Regions from separate parts of the Zea mays genome. Here region 1 is linked to region 2. The links are chromatin contacts, called in public Hi-C maps. All regions are on one chromosome and are shown on one strand. Each heading gives the region's core, a stretch centred on a gene start, on an enhancer-like site or on the middle of the called end of the contact. The rest is flanking DNA. Distances are from core to core; before and after follow the strand shown.

Region 1 (5,748 bases), core at 2,431-4,930, 160 kb after region 2:
TATATACACACACACACACTACAAAACCCCAACAACAGTGTTCGAGTTCACGAGATGTTTGTCAAAATTCCATGCAGCCAAACGTCGCCTCAGAACCCTGCTAACTGTGCCACAGGCTGACGCTGCCGCGCGCAACTCTATCGTCCATACACACACATGGAATATATTGCCACAGTGCGAACACTGTAATCGAATTGGACGTATATATACATTAGTAGACAAAGTGGTTTTAGTCCCGGCCGGTCGGCAATGAGATTTAGCGGGTGTTTGATTTTTAGGAACTAATTTTTAGCTCCTTCATTTTACTCTATTTTAATGTCTAAATTGTTAAATAGAGACAATTTAGAAATTTAAATGAAAAAAATAGAGACTAAAAATTATTCTCTAGAAAACAAACATCCCTTAGTGCGTCCTGGTTGCTCTTTAGTTCTAATAATAAGGACCTGCTCGTTTAGTCTTGGAACCGTTCCGGTTGGAATAGTAGGTTTATTTGTAATATAACATTGGCAAGGTGTAATAGTTTCGGGTTCTCAATCCCAACTAATATAACGAACGGTGGTCCCTAAGTAATAATGGAGGTTCACAACATGAGTACATGTTAATAAGCTTCGGTTGATTCAGAGCCGATCTAAGATGTTCAATATAACAAAATCAAGTTGGAAACTCATTACGCTACGGATGCTAGCTTATTACAACCTTGACGTGTGTCATGGTCCATATCTGAACTCATACCTTTTCTTTTGTATTGAAACATACATACATATATGGAAGAGACATCATGTGGTTGATTATATAATAACTACTGCATGCAATGACCACGATATGCATGATCCACTTAGGGCAGTTCCGGATTGGACGGGGTGTTACACAATTCATAGTTTTCATGGACAATTCCCAAGAGGGAGAACATATAATTAGACCTTATTGGGTTATTTCCATCCCACATGAATTGGGGGAGAAGAAATTAAGAAGGATTTTGACTTGATAGAGATTTAAACACATCTAATCCACTTTAAAAATTCATATGGATTGGTAGTAAAACGAACGAGCCCTTAATAATCGTTAGAAACTATCTTCCCAGCCTATGATTGCTAAAGCAGTTTCTATATAGAGAACAATTTAAATACACACACAAAAAAAGAGAGAGATGAGCTGGGGTAGCGACAAAGTGGCCTGCGCGTATACATCTGTCCTCTCACTCGCACTACAGTACATCACATGCAAACACATTCATATAGTTGCATGCATGCTTTATATCAATAATACCAATTGATAAGTAATAGGTGTCATATTTGGTAACAAAATAATCTAGGATTATAATCATTAGAATATATACATATTAAACTAGATATGTATCCATCATCCTTTGTTTGGAGCTTTTTTCTAGATTAGGCTGGAAGTTCAATAATAGGTTTGGCTGCATTATTTGATTTCTCTTTTCCTCCAACATGTGGAGGTTTTTGATGGTTTTTTTGTACTCCTACGCTGTGTGTGGAATCGCAGAGACGGGAACTTTTGAAGGTTCTATTATCTAAAAATGTATCCATCATCCACTCTCTCTCTCTCTCGGTAATGATAAACGATAATGCGTAGTAATTAAAAATAAATTCAGTAGAATAGCCATGTCAGTACGTCCATCTCTCGCTGGGTCTGTACTTTAGACGCACGTACAGTACCTCCATATATGCCACGTACAGGAGAACTCCAAAAGTCGTCATCTACAATGAAAAAGAGTTAAATAATGAGTTTTTAGTTAAACAAATGAACACTTAATTATGGCTACATATATATAATATAAATTTGTACAGACCACTATGAAATCATTCATACAAGAGTTTGTCTAACAAATTATTTAAGTACCTAATTGGAATTCCCAAACTTATGCCAAATATGTTTAATCAAGTCTAACTGAAGTTGCTTATGAGTAGAATGATTCTGAAGTCTAGCCTTTCTTTATACTGTAGTATTTCTGACATCATATCTTTGGGTAAGCTCCATGAGTGATTATTGTAGCTACCTGTACTACTGTTGATGTGATTGCTTCCTCGTTCAAATCCGTAGGAATCTATTCCATACCCTTTTCATATTCCTCAATTACCATGCCGGCCGGACGACGTAAAATGCAAAAGCGAGATTGCAGAGTATTACAAATTAACGCACATTCAATGCCCTAGCTTTCTTATTATTGTCTGGGGACACACCATGCATGCACGAACGCGGATGAATCATTGACGGCTGCTGCAGCATGTTGAGGAGAACCGGTGGCTCGACAGATAGGAGCATCGTCGTCAGCAACAGGAGCTTAATTGACGAGCAGGGTCGTCACAAACTCAGAAGAAATCAGGACCGGCCGTGGTCATATATACCATAATAGTGGCGTTCACGTGTTGATATAGCACCATTTTAGTTACATGCCTACTATTTGATATGAGAGTGTTTCTGATACGAGAAAGGATATATTTCTACTATTTCTCTTCACTTTTCTTTAACTTAGAGGTTTAGGTTGAGATTACCCTTAAAACGAACTTGATTAGCATAGTATATGCATGTACTAGCAGCTCCAATTTGCATTGGAGTACGTCATGAGACGACTACGAGGTTTACAATCGAGAGGTAGCTAGCCTAGCTACTAACAGAGCTTGTTAGAGTGTAGGGGCAAAAGCGCATGTACATCTCCACTACAGTAAACGCAGAAACGTCCGACGGCCAAAGCCGTCGGACATAAGGAATAAACCGTCGGAAATAGATTATTTCCGACGGTCAAGCCTTATCTCCGACGGCTTTAAGCCGTCGGAGATAACTCGTCGGAAATAGTGCTATGTCCGACGGCAGCCGTCGGACATAAGTTATCTCCGACGGCTGCCTATGCCCGTCGGAGATAACAAATCCCAACCGTTTTACCGGTCGGGATGTGGGTCCCACTGAATTAAGTCCGACGGCTCCCGCTAGGCCGTCGGAGATAAGCATTGCTTATGTCCGACGGTAGTTAATGCCGTCGGAAATAACAAAAGAGTTATGTCCGACGGCTACCATTAAGCCGTCGGACATAACAAATTACAGAATTTACACAAAATTCTGTTTTTTAAAAAATCTGACATTTACAAAACAAAAACAGATTCATGCACATATACAAATTCACATTCACAATCACAAATACACACATTCTAATAAGTATTCACAATCACAAATAGTCTCACATAAATATTAACATTCACAAATTTAACATCAACATATAGGTTCGACGGTTGTTGCAAACTGAAATTGTGTCTCACAAACAAGTGTTGCAAAGTGTTTCATAAAAAAACATCACGACACATCAATCATATCCATCGTCTGGATGGTTCGAGTAGCCACCTCCTCCGGCTGGACTCTGCGTGTTGAAAATGGTGTTCACCCACGAATTTGTTGTGTCGTCCTGACCAGACCCATCTCCAGGTGCGGCAACTGAAGCGGGTGGTGTCTGAAATCCCTATAACACAAGCACATGAAATAGTAACCACTCAGTTGTTCATTTAAACACATAAGACATTTATGAACATGTCACACACGCATATGTGTACATACCATAGGGAATTGTGACGGAGGCGGAGGCGGAGGTGGAGGCGCCAACATTGGCATTGGCAGTGCAAAGTCCGGAGGCGGCATCCCATATGTCGGCATCGGGACGCCCGCTTGTTGGGCTAGTTGCTACAAATTATATACAAGTCATTGTTGAACAAACAAGATACACATCAAGTGTTTTGCAAAATAAGCTACAAAATGTTACTTCAACTTACCGAGAGAAGAGCTTGATTTTGGGCCTGGAGGCTTGCATAATACTCGTCCCTCTTCTTCTGGTACTCGGCTTGTTGTCTCTGGTATTCAGATTGTTGCCTCTGGTACTCCAATTGTTCCCTCAAGACTGATTGATGGTACTCTGCCTGTTGACGCAACACTGCAAGCTCTATCTCATGGGCTGCTGATCGTGAACGGGACGACTGTGAAGACGACGATGTGGATTGTCGTCCACGGCGTCTCAGCTCTCTGGAATCAATCGTAGAATCAAAAATACCCAACCTACAAGAGTGAACCATGCACTTAGTATAGTAACTCATGGCTCAGTTGAATCGCAAGCATATGATGACAATTTTGAAAACCAAATCAAATAATCTCACCGTCCATGGGCTTGTCCTCCTGCGCTAGCATAGGCTGCCTGAGGGTCGATTGGCTGGCTCCTCCAATCGTACTCCTCCCCATGGCGTTGAACCATCTCCTGCCCATACGAAGCCTGGAGGCAAACAATATCAAATATAAGTGCATAACCCCTATGCCCTTGCAAACAATATCAACACACATAATAGAGTAACAATATCAACTCACTAGACGGTCGGTGGCCGTCTGAGTGCATAACACATCAGGATTCTGAGGATCAGAACCCCTATGCCCTTGCATATACACCTCCACATCCGTGGGCGTACGGCCGGATTTGACTTCCTAAACCCACCCAGGAGTGACCGACGAGACCGTGTTTATGACAAGACATGTGGTCGTGCGAAATTTCGGCAGCATAACCCCGTTGTTCTCCAATCGCACGCCTAAAAATGGTGCAATTGGAGAACAGAGAGGTTATGCTGCCGAAACTAAGCAGGAGCACATGCTTTTGTCATAAACACGGACTCTGTCGGTCACCCCGAGGCTGTCCAATAAAGGGACAATTCCGGCCCAACATACCTCACATGCATCGCTTGTAAGGTGTGTTGGGCCGAAACGGGTGACGCCTAGGTTTCGTTTGTTCACACTACGATACACTATGATTAACTATAATCATCGTGCATTATTAAATAATTAAACTAATAAACCACAATACAATATTACATACGAAATAATATTGTTATAGATGACAAATCATATAAAATGACCTTATTTCCGAGGGCATAATAATTACCCTCGGAAATTAAAAATTTAAATTATCTAAAGTACCACTAAATAAACTAAAACAAGCTACTTTAATTACCTAATCAAATTTTGACCGTCGGACATAACAAACTAAACAATTAAATGCATTAATACATACAATTCTAATCAAATACATTAATACAAGCATACTATTTTAATCACATAAATTAATGCAAGCATACAATTTTAATAAACAAAATTGCTAATTAAGGATACTCACTTAGCTTAGCGGGCGTGGAGAGCCGGCCGGCGACGGGCGCACGTGGCCGTTGGCCGGAGCACGGGGCGGCGGCGACCGACGAACGGGGCGACGGCGGCGGCGGCCGGAGCACGGGGCGGAGCTCGGGACGGTGGCCGGAGCACGGGCGGCGGCGGTGGGAGCACGGGCGGCGACGACGACGGCGTGGCGTGGCGACGGCGTGGCGGGCGGCGGAGCACGGGCGGCGACGGCGTGGCGGCGACCGAGCGGACGGTGGCGGCTGAAACCGACGCGGTGAAATGAAAGCCGCGCGGGTCGGACCCGCGCGTTAAAAAGGCTTATGTCCGACGGCTAGGTATAGGGCCGTCGGACATAAGGTTATGTCCGACGGCCTCCTATAGGGCCGTCGGACATAAGCGCAGGCCGTCGGACATGAGGGCTATTTCCGAGAGCCGGTTGCGGCCGTCGGACCTAACCTTATGTCCGACGGTCCTGTAGGAGGCCGTCGGAGGTAAGGGGGCCGTCGGACGTTTCTCCGTTTACTGTAGTGCTCAGCAACATATTCGCTGCAGTAGCAAGAGGGGGAATGACGTCTGTCCAAATTAATAAACTAC
Region 2 (5,742 bases), core at 2,084-4,583:
AACATAATCAGCATCATCACAAAGTGGAGTACAAAGCAAATTAATCGCCAGGTTATTTGGAATCATTATAGGCTCCTGAATTGTAGTTTATTAAGAAAATTAGATTGTCTTTCGGTAGTATTAGAATACTCTGAAAAACCTTCGGACAAGTCATCAGCTACATAACTCCTTATAGTGTGTGTGGCCTGCCTGCCCCCCCCCCCTCTCTCTCCCACACGCACACTACCTATAACTTATCCACAACCCAGAACTCAACTCCCTTAGCATCAACCTTCCCTTCCAGTTGGCTTAATCTGAGGTGTAGCAGAGTGACCACAGACTTATACTTTCCTTACACTAAATACCTGTTGTAGTTGTCAATATATCCAAAACAAAACTGAATTACTTGATATTCTACCACATTACTAGATACTGTACCAGAGAAAACATGATTCTGCAATGGGGTCTGACTATGAATTCCAACGATTTTGTTTCGAAAAAATGAATTCCAAGGAAAACTGGAGAATGGAGATCGCAGTGTGTATTACACGGGAAACTGACCATAACAGTGGATCAACACTGAATAGAATATGAGATGGTCAAGGCATCCTCAGGAATGGTCTTTTGGATTTCAATAACATGATCACATTGTCCAACAAAGCTACAAAAGGATGCCGTGGAGTCATTCATAGATTGTTTTGTCCTAAAAGAACAATAATCTCATGCTTGTTTGTGAGGTGGCCAAATTCTTAGGGCCCAGATACTACTTACACCAGACATTAGGCTACAACAATTAGCCTAAATAAATGTTCACACATTTGAACCATTATCAAGTGGAAAGCTAAAAAGGAACAGAGATTTTCCTAGCATATGTTTGGTGGATTAATGATCTATTGATCTGTATGCACATTACCTTTTTTCTCAGCTCAGGTGAGTTACATTTCAATCATTTCCTTATGGTTTAACGAGACAGTACCAAAGATTAGCTTCTTTGCACTAGAACTGTTCCTTAATCCTCTCATGATCTATGACTAAATGGATGTAATTCTATAATGTATGTTATCAAACTCTTCCATCCACCACTAACATAGTAACATGCACAAAGCACAAGATTGCACGCTTGGGACAAGCCATATTTAAACTAACTTTATTTAGTAACAGATATAATCTGCAATTATTCAGTAACAAAGATAGTATGTCTACTCTAAACCTATTTAGCGCGCTTGTTCCAAGTTATAGTTCACTTTAGCTTTGGTCTAAGTCAAACTTCTCTAACTTTGATCAAATTTATAGAAAATGGAATCGATATCTACACTATCAAACTAGTTTCACTAAATTCTCTATAAAATGTCTAGATAGTGCATTTACTTGAACTTGTACATGTCAATATATTTTCCTAAAACTTAGTCAAAGTTAGAAAAGTTTGACTTAGGACAAATTTGGCACAGAGGCAGTAAGAGATAGAGTATGTCAACTCAATACCTATTAACTAATAGAAAGAGAAGAGTACAAATCATATGTAGACAGAAAATACACAAAACGTAGAAAAAAATGTTCAAGGAAGGCAATAGAAAACTGACATGCAAACTAGAAGGAAATAACAAAATAATAACAGTAAACAAGCAACATCTACAATATAAAAAGAGCATGTCAGTTATTGATTTATTGTCAAAAGCAGGTACATGAAAGGATGTAACTGCTGTACAGGTGATTACATGATGCTTGGATTCTGCAGACAGGATCACTGAAACTGAAAGTGAATCTGTCCAGAGCTTGTTTACTTTGGAACCTAAAAACTGCATGCAATGGATGCAAAACAATTTCCTGGTTGTATTGTTCATTAATTTTAATTACAGAAAAGAAATTCCCTTTACTAGAGTAATTGTGATTCAAGTGGATAGAATACAGTTCTGCCACTGAAGATATTGCATTTCAGCTATTCAATCAGACGGTAGCAAAGGACAGCAGTGACCACCACAAGGAATAAGAAATGCTTTTTTCTTGCCTATAAAATTGAATAACTGACAATGAACTGCGCTATAAAGCTAAGCTTTCATGAAGCTGCATGCAATCACTGGAGTTCACGTTTCTAACTCAAGATATATTCTACCAGCATCGACACTGCTTACCAAAACCAAGAGAACATCATATCAGACCCTATATTACTATGAGTTATTCTCCAAATACATTTAACAGAACCTAATAATGGAAAATGCAAAGCTGATCATGCCAGCTAACCAAATAAATGCATAACTTATTTTTAAAGAAAAAATATGCATAGAATTGGATGGTAAAACAGCTTACCAAATAATCGCACGATGAAATAAAAATGCACGGAGAACACACTTTAAATTATTATACTGCATGACCTAGGCTAGAGGCTAGATGGATTGATTTGAAGTCTGATAAGTGATAATGCATTGTTTGCTACCAGAATGATACTACTGCTACTTCAACTCAGCTGGATTAAGTAAGCGAAACACCAAAAGCATATCGATATTATGGCTTGAATAACAGAAACAGCAAGAGAGCAGTGGCAACGCACCGAGTTGTTACTCCGACTTGACCGCCCGCGCCTCCTCCAGCTGCTTCCGGCCTCGGCGTGGCCGCACGAGGAGCACTGCGCGGTGCTGGCGAGCGCGCCCGTGAGCGCGCGCGGCGCGTTCCACGCGCACAAGAGTACGCTGCATTCGTAGGGCCTTCCACCCCCCTTCCACGAGGCGGACCTGCACGAGCTCACGCACTCTACTGCACGCGGGCACCACAAAAGCATCAGACCCTGATGAGGCGGCAATCAACAACCCTAGGCAGCGGAAGGAATCATAAAGCGGGGCAGAATTGTGAAGCCACAGCGGCGAAGGGAACGGTATCTGTTACCGGGCACGGTGGGCGGCGGGGTCTGCATGGCGCGGGGCGGCGCAATCTCATCGGCGGCGCTGAGGCCCTCGTGCGGTCGCCGCCGTCTCCAGTGGACGCGAATCGAGCGCGCAGCTGCAGGGAGCGGCGAGTCGCGTCGAGACCGGGAGAGAGGGCGGGCTTTGCCGAGGGGGGAGGGAGGAAGGAAGGAATGAAGGGAGGGGCGGGGAGGCGGAAGAACTCGAAGAAGGGATAACACGAGACGGAGGCCACACAAAGGCCGCGGCCGTGGTGAAATGGAACAGGAGGGGTGCGGTGCGGGTGCGTGACTGCCTGACCCTCCTGCCGTCTTCGCTGGATGCTCTGTGCTGGTCTCTGGACTCCGCAGCAGCTCGCCGTTGTATTTTCGTCTCGCCGTGCAATTTCTGTGATTTTTGTCTGGTTTCCTGGCCAGGATGGCGTTGGTCACTTGATTCTACTGCCGTGCTCCACTTGTATCGCAGCTGAGCTGCGCCGAAAGCCCGCAAGTCAAGGGCCTCTGCAGCACCGCGGCGCATGCCTTTACTTGTGAGCGTTATGCAATTTTATTCATAAATTTGGTCACGCAGATAAGGTAAGGTACTGTGGTTAGAAAATTAGATTTTAAAAATCTGGACAAAAATTATATCGGAATCCTAGATCTCATCCAAACATACTAGCATTATCAGATTTTAAATACAGATACAGGATCCAATAAATACATCAGATTTTGAATACAGATTTTTTTAAATCCGCCAGGATCCAAATGGGACCTAAAAGCAGGTTTTAAATCGCCATTTTTTTACAATATATTTCTCTACTACTATAAAACACCAGTTTTTTCGGGTTACATGTCGCCCCTTTTAGAAAAAAGTCTATAAACTTGCGGTCCAAACATCAACTTTAATGCACACGTCTATGAGTTTAACGGTTATATAAAAATAAAGTAAAATTATATATAAGTGGAGATTTAAACCTTAGTTGTTAGTTCCACATTCACATCTATCTAACCAACAAAACATATATTTTTTTTATTAAAATCAAGCATACAACATATAGAAAGCATAGCAATGTATGAGCAATTGACTAGTTTTTATTTAATATATTAGTTGTAATGATCGAGAGAATCTTTTTTTTTCTTTGGGGATGAGATGCATGCATGTCTTATTCAATTCCATCCTTTTTGTCCATTCCCCGCTTACTTTTTGAGCTAGGAGGAAAAAATTCCCATGATTACATGGCCATTTCATATACCGCAGCAATCACATGCGCGTGCTAGCATAGATTATTTTTTGGCTGTCGTCATCTAATGAAACACATAAAGAAAAGGCTATTGCGTTGAAAAGAGGATAAAGAAACTTAGTAATCTAAATAATGGGGAGGCTTAGCTGAACCATCCTGTCCGATTCTCCTTGTCTAGACTATAGATCCAGATACTTATTCAAATGTTAAATTTTATGTTTTCTTTTTTCATTATGATTAAGTAGGATATAAATCTACTATGTATTCTTGGTTTAGCATTGAGCTTGTTAAGATTCATAAAAAAGTAAATCCTAAAATTGTTATATATCTTCTCAAATGATGAATATAAAATTTAGATACAAATACAAATTCGGATGATTTTTCACATTTTTCATTGTAGGGAGCAAATAATGCAAAAAATATACAAAAAATATTCTTGTTTTTAAAAATATGCTCAACAACATAATTAGATATTAGCACTAAATTATATATACTAAAATAGTACATTTATCGTATAATTTGGATGTATAAGATCCCTGGCCTATATGGTGCAATCCGCGACATTTGGTTGTCATGCGGTAGCACATCAACACGTGGCCACGTCTGACATACGAATTGTAAGTACCACACCTTTTTTAAAATTTTATTTTATTTCCTTTTTCTCTTTTCCACGATCATATAAGTATATTACTATAATAAGTTACTACAAAATATTACTCCATTCGTTCTAAAATATAGCTCTTTCCAACCCTCTTTTTTCTGTTCACATTTGAATGTATGATAATAAATATAGGCATATATACAAAATACATTTATAAGTTAATTAATGAATGTATGTTTGGTCTAAAATAAATTATATTTTGGGATGGAGAGTATTTGAAAAGAAATCTGCAAAAAAATCTTCTATATTGGTCGTGTTTTGATAAGTTCCTATACGAACTTAGTCGATCAAGTTATTATAAAAAAATACAAAAAGCAACATAAAAGTGTTGTTAAAAACCTTTTTTCACACAAGTTGTTCAAAGATATTTGAACAACAAAAGGGTAAGTAGTTGCCACGATGTCGAGAAAAGTGTTTGTAAGTGTTTATTTAAGTGAAAAAGGTATGTCAAGGATTCTTCACCATTGAATTTATGGGGTGAATCACGAGATCGAGAACTGAAGATAAATGCATAGGAGGGTCGAAGATTTAGACAGGTTCGAACTCTCAAGAGACAACACATTATGTCATGTGTGTCGTGTATCTATTGACTATTGTTGGGTACCGTAATTAGGGGTACCCCCAACACTCCTAAACACGACTGGTAACCACCATCAGCACAAACCACAAAGACTGATGGGTGTGGTTCAGGTCAAGGCTTCGTCTACCCAAGGGGCGCGATCTCGCCTCGCCCGAGCCCAGCCTCGGGCGGGAACTGTAGCCCCGGACGAAGTTACGTCTCGCCCGAGGGCCTCCTCAGGCAGTGGGCGCACCCTCGGTACGCCCGAGGCCCAACTCGAGCAGGCTTCGTCGAGAAGCAACCTTGGCCAAATCGCCTCTCCAACCGACCGTATCGCAGGCGCATTCAATGCGAGGATCGCCTGACACCTTATCCTGACACATGTGCCCCAGTCGGCAGGGTTTAGTCACTTCACCCTTTCGCTGAC

The links. A called contact is a pair of places that touch in the nucleus more often than the background predicts.
Region 1: a contact with region 2 is called in a Hi-C map of tassel, with 2.2 times the contacts expected there. The contact joins the promoter of LOC118473400 here to the promoter of LOC103640318 in region 2. A contact is called at or near these places in 2 of 25 Hi-C or Micro-C datasets (ear and tassel).

The regions. Positions count from the first base shown.
Region 1 is chr9:136,627,448-136,633,195 of Zm-B73-REFERENCE-NAM-5.0, forward strand. It overlaps LOC118473400 (LOB domain-containing protein 13-like), which reads right to left and starts at 3,681. Exons shown (of 2, transcript XM_035962688.1): 1 at 3,565-3,681; 2 at 3,195-3,469. The coding sequence starts at 3,660. The coding sequence ends at 3,317.
Region 2 is chr9:136,467,804-136,473,545 of Zm-B73-REFERENCE-NAM-5.0, forward strand. It overlaps LOC103640318 (putative GTP diphosphokinase RSH1, chloroplastic), which reads right to left and starts at 3,334. Exons shown (of 24, transcript XM_020543940.3): 1 at 2,857-3,334; 2 at 2,525-2,727. The coding sequence starts at 2,884.